Regions from separate parts of the Mus musculus genome. Here regions 2 and 3 are each linked to region 1. A link is a contact called in public HiChIP or PLAC-seq data. All regions are on one chromosome and are shown on one strand. The core of a region is the stretch at or near the end of the contact, and the rest is flanking DNA. Distances in the headings are between cores, read along the strand shown. Region 1 has its middle 46 kb from the start of Tram1l1. Region 2 overlaps Ndst3 (N-deacetylase/N-sulfotransferase (heparan glucosaminyl) 3). Region 3 overlaps Ndst3 (N-deacetylase/N-sulfotransferase (heparan glucosaminyl) 3).

Region 1 (2,859 bases), core at 192-2,691:
GAATAAGGTGGAATATCTGTGATTTTTTTATTATTACTATTATTTAGTTTATTATATAATTAGCCACTACTCTTTCCTTTCATCCCTCTAAACTTTCCATATAACCTTCCTTGCTCCCTCTCAATTGCATGGTGTCTTTTAAAGTTAACATATATATATATATATATATATATATATATATATATATATATATATATATATCCATTCATGTGTGTGTGATATGCATACTACAGTGTGGATGTGCACAGCAGAGTATGGATTCAGGGTGTCACTTTTCACTTTCCACCCTGTTAGAGGCAAGGTCTCTCTTGTTTCTGTGACTGCCTGTAGATGAACACTGTAGCATTTACCTTCTTACATAGGTGCTGGGCTCTGATTTCAGGTTGTCGAGTTTGCCCAGAAAGTACTTTGCCCCACTAAGCCCGCTCTCTGGCTCCAAATCAGCAATGGACTTTTAATTTCTCTATACTTTTCTGCTTGTAATTCTTAATGCTGATTATTGAAGTGACAGGACCCAGAATCACCAGGAAAACAAAACTGTGAGTGTGCATAAGGGGTTTGTAGATTGGGCGAGCAGAACTATCCTCACTACAGGCAAGACCCACAATGCCATAGGCTAGAATCCTCCAGTGAGTGAAAGGTAGAAAGCTGAGTAACAGTGGTCCCTGCGCCCTGTTTTGTGACTGCAGATGCAGTGAGACCGACCGCTGCCTTGTATTTCTGCGCCATGTTTGCCCTGGTGGTGCACTGGACCCTCAGACTGTGAGCCAAACTAGACCCTTCCGTCCTTAAGTTGTCATGCATTGTGTTCACAATATTAAAACTGTAGTACACTGCTGTGTATGGATAGGATATTTTCTTTGTCTCTGATTCTCAAAAAATTGTATAAGACCCAAAATACCCGTCTTAAGACTATGGACAGATATAGTTTACATTTTAACTTACCAACTTCTAACATATTTCTTTGAGTTTAAAAAAAAATACGCTTGATACTCTTCTTCTTAACAGAGATTGATGATAAAATATTCACTTTATTTCATTTATTTTAAGGGCTCTTTAATTTATTTGTCAGAATTTATTTAATATTTTCTATTATCTTTCATAATTTAATATGAAATCACTAACATACTTTTCAGTTTATTTCCATTTCAGGATGTTCTTAGTATATTATGAAGTGGAACTTTAATGATATGTCTATTTCTTCTGAATTATTGAATGTCTCTCCGGTCTTTCATTTTGGGATTTTTGCGGAGTTAGTATTTTATGAAGATAGATTTTTATGAAGATGAATTAAGGGTCGTCAAAACTGCCTTCATCTACCCCCTGTGCGGATCGTAGAAAGCAGAATATTAGATTGGAAGCTTCCTTCTGAGTTAGAAGGTCCCGCAGCATCAAAATCCTCTCTGTGTGATCTGAGAATTCTGCGGAAGCATTTTCTGCTTTAAAACCAGCTCCTGTTTCCCTGGGGTTTCCAGCCGCGATTGCAAATGCGGTTCCTGGAGCTACATTGCCCCCATGCGACCGAACAGGAGAACGGCACAAAAAATGAAACCTTTGGTTTTTGTGTTTGTTTGTTTGTTTGTTTGTTTTTAGATATTTTCTTTATTTACATTTCAAATGTTTTTCCCTTTCCTGATTTCCCTTCCGAAAATCCCTATCCCATCCCACTCCCCTTGCTCACCTCCAAACCCACTCCCACTTCCTGGCCCTGGCATTCCCCTACACTGGGGCATTGAGCCTTCACAGGACCAAGGACCTCTCCTCCCATTGATGACCGACTAGGCCATCCTCTGCTACATATGCAGCTGGAGCCATGGGTCCCTCCATGTGTGCTCTTTGGTTGGTGGTTTAGTCCTAGGGAGCTCTGGGGGTACTGGTTGGTTCATAGTGTTGTTCCTCCTATGGGACTGCAAAACCCCTTCAGCCCCTTGGGTCCTTCCTGTAGTTCCTTCATTGGGAACCCTGCAGAGCAATTTTTAAAATATGTATTTTTACATTTCCTTAAATCAGTGTATAATGTATTAGATAGGATATAGTGTACTAGGCAGGACATTTTCAGGTAGCATGTGTTTTTGTGATTCTCTGTCTGCCTCTCTCGAAACAGCCTGTTCTCTCCGTGTAGCAATCCCCGCCACCCCCCTCCCACCCCAACTTTTTAGCTTATTCTCCATCATTCCTGACCAACTCATGTTACCGTTTTGAGGTTTTCTTTCTAGAATTTGGAATTTACCCCCCCCCCCCACACACACACACACATCTGTTTACATATATACAAGTAGACATTAAAGGCTTGGGTGTGAATACGGGAGAGAACATGGGTATTTTTGTCTTTCTGAGTTTGGGTCACGTCGCTCAGCATATTTTCTCTTTGATTTCACACTGGGAAGCTGCCATTCAGTGAGAACCGCGTGCCCACACTGGAAAAGTGAGTCGCAAACACCCCGTGTCATTTACTTTGATTGAGGACATTTGTGGAGAGGTTTACTGTTCGGTGGGTAGAATTTTTCTGTACTAGCTTTAAAATCCTAACTAGGTTTTTTGTTTTTTTTGGGGGGGGTCTTTTTTGTTTGTTTGTTTGTTTGTTTTTGTATTCTTGGGCAGCTCAAGTCTTTCTGAGCACCGATCCAACGCTACAGGCTCCCACTCACTGCATCCTCGGTGTGTGAGTCCACGATACTCTTTGTTTCAGTAAACATTTGCTTTCGTTCAACATGGAATTGGTCAGATTTGGTCATGTACCTATATCTGTACCAATACAATTTTATTGTTCTTCCTCTTTACAAACCATGACCGTATTTTTATCTGGAATCTTACAGCTAGCACGGAATTTGCTTCGGCACAGCAGATTTCCTCCAGTAT
Region 2 (2,859 bases), core at 264-2,763, 720 kb before region 1:
CATTGGAGGGTTGTTGGATGCGCTATCTCTTGTGGCTTATATTCTATTTCCAGCAGTGCCATACTTTGGCCTTATTTTGAAACTTTTACTGCTTCGAGAGGCTGGGTTATCATGAGTGTCTGTTGGCTACAAGCTTATCTCAAACCTGCTTCTGAAAAACCGTCCAAAAAGTAATGAATAAAAAGGACAGAGGTGCTGATATTAGATAGCTTTTAACAGCGAAAGACACCCACTTTCCCATCTGTCTTTTATACGTGTAACAGTTCAGGCTTTGAAAAGCCCTTACAGTCCTCTGGGATATTAGATCTATGCTGCTGATTTTCTCTAGTCTCAGAGACTCGCACAGAAAATGGGCTCTTGTTTGACCATATTTTCATATTCTCTAGGAGTTGGAGAATGCAGATAACTTGAGAGATATTTGATTTGCAAACTAATAAATGTAAGAGATTCTGCTCCACATTTCCAGAACAGGACCTGAAGTTTCACCAGGTAAGATCACTCTTGGAGATTAAGTATTTAGGACAGACAAAGAATCAGCAAGCATATTACAGTGACTTAATTTTAGGGATTATATATGAATGCAGCTCCCTCAAGCCACAGGCTTCTGAAAAGCCTAAGAATTCAGCAGAAAAAAATAATTTAAAAAAAATCTACTTTTTGTAGTACTCCATATTTATTTGTGGTTTGCATTGTCACTGAATAGCTTCTAGTTTCTTCAGTTTTTTTCTTGTCTGCATGTGATATATGTGCATGCACTGTGTGTATGTGTGTGCATGTGTGTGTGTGTGCATGTGTGTGTGTATGTGTGTGCGCGCACGCGTGCATGCATGTGTGTGCTTAACCCTTCATGCATATGTGGAAATCAGAGAATGATGCTGGTGTCTTCTTTATTATTTTCTCCATATTAATTTTTTTGGAGACATTCCTTCATAGAACAGGTAGCTGGTCATTTAAGCTAGACTATGGGCCAGCATGCCCTCAGGTCCTCTCTCCTTCCATCTCTAACAAGTTCCTTTCACAGTGAGACACCTTTGCCCAGCTCTGATCCTGAGAATTTTCAGTTGATTGTACTCAAAGCCAGATTATAACTGTCCAAGTTCCAAAAGATAACAGGGCTCTATGACTGTCTACACATGATTCTAGCTCTCCTCTACATCCTAGGCATTAGAAAAGAATGTTAAATCATAAATCATAAAGCATAAAACATATAATCAGGATTAAGTCAGATGTTCTCCTGAGACATTTTCAATATCGGCTTTGGCTACTTTGTCTAAGATGGCATTCAAAAGGTTTCATTTGGTCTAATTTGTTTGTACCCTATTCATACACTTAGACTGCTTATCAGTTAAGGCAGTCCTAAAACAAAAGCAGATCCATGCACCTAGATTAATTGTGTGTAAGCAAATTGTTAAAATGGCCCCCGAACTATGAGGCACATGGTCTTCAGCCCTGTGGAATCAACATCCTCAAAGCACAGCTGATGGGGTGATGTTTCCCAGGGAGGCATGGCAGTCTGCCGGAGGACACATTGGATGCTGCTGAGAACAAAGCTGTAATTACAGTTACAAAATGACTCAACAGTTACCATTATCTATTATTTGCATAAATTGCCTTTTATAATGTGTAATTTGTCAATCAAAAGTATCTGAGGGATGCTTTTGGTGAGCTGTATTCAGATCTATGAGGCATTTTGCCTTTTCCCATTTATTTACTCATGGTTTGCGGTGCCGAGGACTGAACCCAGGCCCTGCATATACTAGGCGTCACTCTTCCACCGAGCTACAACCCTGACCCTGAGTTATATTTAGTTATTTGTGTCACCTTCTTGTACACTGTTTGGAGAATTTTTACTTTTTATTACAGTATTGACACATTTATGATCAGAAGGGCTTTGTTGATATAATTGATGAAAAAAACGGATTATTTTTAAGTTGCAGGAATGCCAAGATTTTGCTAGGATTTACTTCTAAAGAAGGTTTCCTCCCTTCTTCTCATTTTGTCCCAATGTTGATGTTCTGTTCTACTTGAGAACGTGGTGACAGAGGTTGAAGTAGTTGCTAGCTTATTTAACACTGCACAACTAGTTAATAATACCCAGCACTGTGTAGACGAATTGGCCATGAACTGTGGGACAATTAGAATACAGCTTCTATAGATGCTCAAGTGATACTCACCCATTAGTCTTCCTATAGATTAACCACAGGGACCTCCCAGTAGAGTTGATCTTTAGAAAATGACATCATGCAACAAGCCTGACCACAGAGGCTTTATTACTATATTGTAGAATATTACGTTACGTTATACATATAATCTATATTACTTCTTCTGATTTTAACCATTTTCTTCAGATACTTAACATCATATTTTCATTTTAACTCAAAGGTAAAAAAATAGTTTTTTTAATTTATAACTTTAAATTGTTTTATAGCTTTCATAATTCATGAAATAAACATCCATTTCCATTTCTAGTTACTTCTTGCTGATTTCATCAAAACATGACAGAGAACGATGTATTCAGACCACAGCATCACTCCATCAAAGGTGCACAAGGGCAGAGTGACATTCCTGGGGCTTACACTTGTTCTCTGAATGCACATCTGCAGTTCCCTTCAAGGATAATTAACACCAACCAACATGTGGCTCTCCCAAGGCAAGAAGCCCTCCTATTAACTGGAGAGCCTTGGTATGAATGACTTTTGTGCTTTTTTTTTGCTGTTCAGTCAGTTTGTAATATGTGTGGCATGAATGTTATCTGTAGTCACAAACTTCGGTGTTTCTAAATATTAGCACTAAGTTTATACTGTGCATGGTACATATAGTTTTAGATTTATACTAATAACCCATCTTACCAATCAATCC
Region 3 (2,859 bases), core at 176-2,675, 630 kb before region 1:
CTTCCTTCCTTCCTTCCTTCCTTCCTTCCTTCCTTCCTTCCTTCCTTCTTTCCTTCCTTCCTCCCTCCTCTCTTTCTTCCTTCCTTTCTTCCCTCCCTCCTTTCTTTCTTTCTTTCTTTCTTTCTTTCTTTCTTTCTTTCTTTCTTTCTTTCTTTCTTTCTTTTAAATTCTTTTATTTACATTCCAAATGTTACCACCTTTCTTGTCCCCCTCTGAGAGTTATTCACCCCATCTCCCCTCTCCTTTGACTCTGAGAGGGTGGCCCCTACCCACCTACCCATCCTCACCTTATCTCACCTACAAGCATCCTTTTTCCCTGTGGCATCAAGTCTCTACACAATTAGATTGCATCCTCTATCACTGAGGCCAGACAAGTCAGTCCTCTGCTACATATGTGCTGGGGGCTACAGACCAGCCCATGTATACCCTTTGGCTGGTGGCTTAGTCCCTGGGAGCTCTGAGGGTGCTATTAGTTGATACTGTTGGTCCTTCTATGGGGTTGCCATCCCTGTCAGCTCCTTCCATCCTTCCCGTAACTCTTGCATAGGGGTCCCCGGCATATTTATGTTTTAGGAAAGGTCACTGTCATTTTTGAATCACTTCATTTTTCACATTATTCTGGTAGGACTTGTGATCTAGTTTCTGAGGACAGAACAAATGAAATTCTATAAACTGATTGCAAGGGAAGATGTTAAAGAAGTTAATGAAAAAATTGGGTGAGGGAAGAATAAATCAGCATTAAAAAGAAAAAAACCCATAGACATATTCAAATTAGGATGCAGGGAGAAAAGAAGGCTCCTTTCTCCTTTTGTCTGCTCACTGTGCTTGCATGAGAATTAATGTCGCACCATAGGATTCTAAGTCACACTGCTAATTGACTCACATTTAGCGGATGTCTACTACACGTCATATCTTTTGTTAGTTGCTGGGATAATCAAATTAAATCTGTCACTCAGTGACAGGATGTTTGGAGGAGAAAATGAGATTTTTTTTTTAAAGAAAGATCTTTTTTTTTTTTAATGCTTTAACTGAACAAATGTATAAAGTTATTTCACCGTAATTTAAAATAAAATTCCGGGGAAATTGTTCACACTGTCAAGTGGCATCCTCGAGTGAATTGCAGGAGTCAACGTAATTTAGATGCCAATCCTTCTCCTGGAGCTTCATCCACAGGCCTTCTCATCACCAGGGAGTTAGGACAAGGACACCGAGGCTTTGGCTTTTCCTGTCTGCCCACCCCCGACCCCGTCATATCAGAATCTTTTATGTCTTCCTTTATACAGTACATTACCAGAGACACTTTTTTTCTGAAACAAGGAAAAGCCCTAACACCTGTCCACCGGTACCCCTATAGCCCCGAGCAGCAGGCATCCTGTGTCTTCTACTGCACATCTGTTTCTTCACCAGACTGGCCAGCCTCGAAGACGTTACTATGCTTCCACTGAGCGTAAGAGGTTCCGGAGCCAGGGATCTGCTTGCTTCCTCAGCTGCACAGTGTCCAGAGGAAATGAGGTAGATGCCCAGAAACATCAGTTGAGTGCATTCACTGATCTCTGTGATTTCCGGTCTGGGCATATTAGGTCTGACCCTGCAGTGCAGTTCTAGGTTCAAACCAGTGAGGCTGCCAGTTTTGGAGGGACCCCAGTTTGGGGGTTAAAATCAAAACAAACAAGAATCCAAGAGGCTATTCAGAAAGACAAGGCGCAGCATGGTTCCTAGATGGAAGTTTCCTGGACTGATCCCAGTTCTCAGGACACTGAGATGTTTCCCTCTGGCCAAGTATCTTTCCTGAGGTGGCTTTCTTGTAGAAAAAGAAAAGAAGAAGAAAAAAAGAGGGAAGTGTGACTCTTTCTATTTAATTGACTTAGAGTTTGCAATACTGTGACTCCACAGTGTTAAAGGAAACGATGACAGAGGTATGTCACTTACAGTCCAGGTAGAAATAGTCACAGCACTCTGAGTACCGACCGGCTGCGCATGGCTGTCCTTCAGCAGACACGGTGAGGGCAGAGGACCCCTGCTACTGCTGGAAGGGAAAGAAAGGCCTGGGACCTCTTTCATAAAGATGGCCTCCTCCATTTTCTCACTGGATATGAATATCTAGAACCTAACTAGAGAGTTCTTTGCTTGTCTAAGAAAAAGTCAGATTAATGACAGTCACTCAGCAACGTGCTAGAGCCCAAGACCTTACCAATGGCCAAAGGTAGTGTTTTCCACATTGTCAGAGGCAGAAGTAGGAAGCAGAGACTCTGGAAATGCTATCTGTCAGCATTTTTGAAACCTCAGAGCCACCTTTAGTGACACATCTCTTCCAACAAGGCCACAACTCTTAGTCCTTCCACTAACTGGGGACCAAGTATTTATGTATGGAAGCCTATGGGGGCCATTCCCCCTCAAACCACTGCAACAGTTATGATGCTTCCTTTTATTTATTACTGTTTGTGTGTGTGTTGTGTATGATGTGTTTGCACGAGAGCAGCAAGTATGTGCAAGGAAACATGTGGAGATCAGGAGGCAGCCTTTTGGAGTTGTTTCTCCTTTCATGAGGGTTCCATGGATCAAGCTTAGGTTGCTAGACTTGTCAATATTCACTTTCACTTGCTGACCCAACTTTCCTTGTTGAAACAAGGTCTCTCACTAGGACCCAGGGCTCACTGATGAGCTCAGGGTCTCATCCTATTTCTAAGCTCTAGGCTACAAGTCCCACCATCACACCTGGCTTCTGTATGATGCTGTTTGAACTTAGGTCTTGCCTGGCACTTTACCGACTGCAAACTCACCAACCCAGCTCCACAACCCTAATGCATCACTGGCTATAAAATACTTCATCTTATGCCTCTTGGTGCAGAAGTTAATTCA

Evidence for each region. HiChIP or PLAC-seq counts read pairs in DNA pulled down with a chosen protein or histone mark.
Region 2: an H3K4me3 HiChIP or PLAC-seq map of embryonic basal ganglia shows a contact between it and region 1, with 8 times the contacts expected there. The contact joins two enhancer-like sites. A contact is called at or near these places in 1 of 15 datasets of contacts at CTCF or cohesin (the NIH/3T3 cell line), 1 of 484 Hi-C or Micro-C datasets (cortical neurons), 3 of 115 datasets of contacts at active chromatin or transcription factors (embryonic basal ganglia, embryonic fibroblasts and embryonic stem cells) and 1 of 9 other capture datasets (embryonic stem cells).
Region 3: a contact with region 1 is called in an H3K4me3 HiChIP or PLAC-seq map of embryonic basal ganglia, with 7 times the contacts expected there. The contact joins two enhancer-like sites. A contact is called at or near these places in 1 of 15 datasets of contacts at CTCF or cohesin (the NIH/3T3 cell line), 1 of 484 Hi-C or Micro-C datasets (the C10 cell line) and 2 of 115 datasets of contacts at active chromatin or transcription factors (embryonic basal ganglia and large pre-B cells).

What each region holds. Positions count from the first base shown.
Region 1 is chr3:124,273,665-124,276,523 of GRCm38.p6, forward strand. No RefSeq gene overlaps it. Among named protein-coding and RNA genes, the nearest start is that of Tram1l1, 46 kb to the right of the region's middle. Within about 2 kb of position 1,442, at least 27 of the 459 cell types and tissues checked have an H3K27ac peak or open chromatin away from gene starts, as enhancers often do. A contact at or near this core is called in embryonic basal ganglia, where this site is marked.
Region 2 is chr3:123,553,943-123,556,801 of GRCm38.p6, forward strand. Ndst3 (N-deacetylase/N-sulfotransferase (heparan glucosaminyl) 3) reads right to left here. Exons shown (of 13, transcript NM_031186.3): 8 at 2,850-2,859. Among named protein-coding and RNA genes, the nearest start is that of Snhg8, 47 kb to the left of the region's middle. Within about 2 kb of position 1,514, at least 7 of the 459 cell types and tissues checked have an H3K27ac peak or open chromatin away from gene starts, as enhancers often do. A contact at or near this core is called in embryonic basal ganglia, where this site is marked.
Region 3 is chr3:123,644,341-123,647,199 of GRCm38.p6, forward strand. The region is part of intron 1 of Ndst3 (N-deacetylase/N-sulfotransferase (heparan glucosaminyl) 3); the gene reads right to left. Among named protein-coding and RNA genes, the nearest start is that of Ndst3, 27 kb to the right of the region's middle. Within about 2 kb of position 1,426, at least 12 of the 459 cell types and tissues checked have an H3K27ac peak or open chromatin away from gene starts, as enhancers often do. A contact at or near this core is called in embryonic basal ganglia, where this site is marked.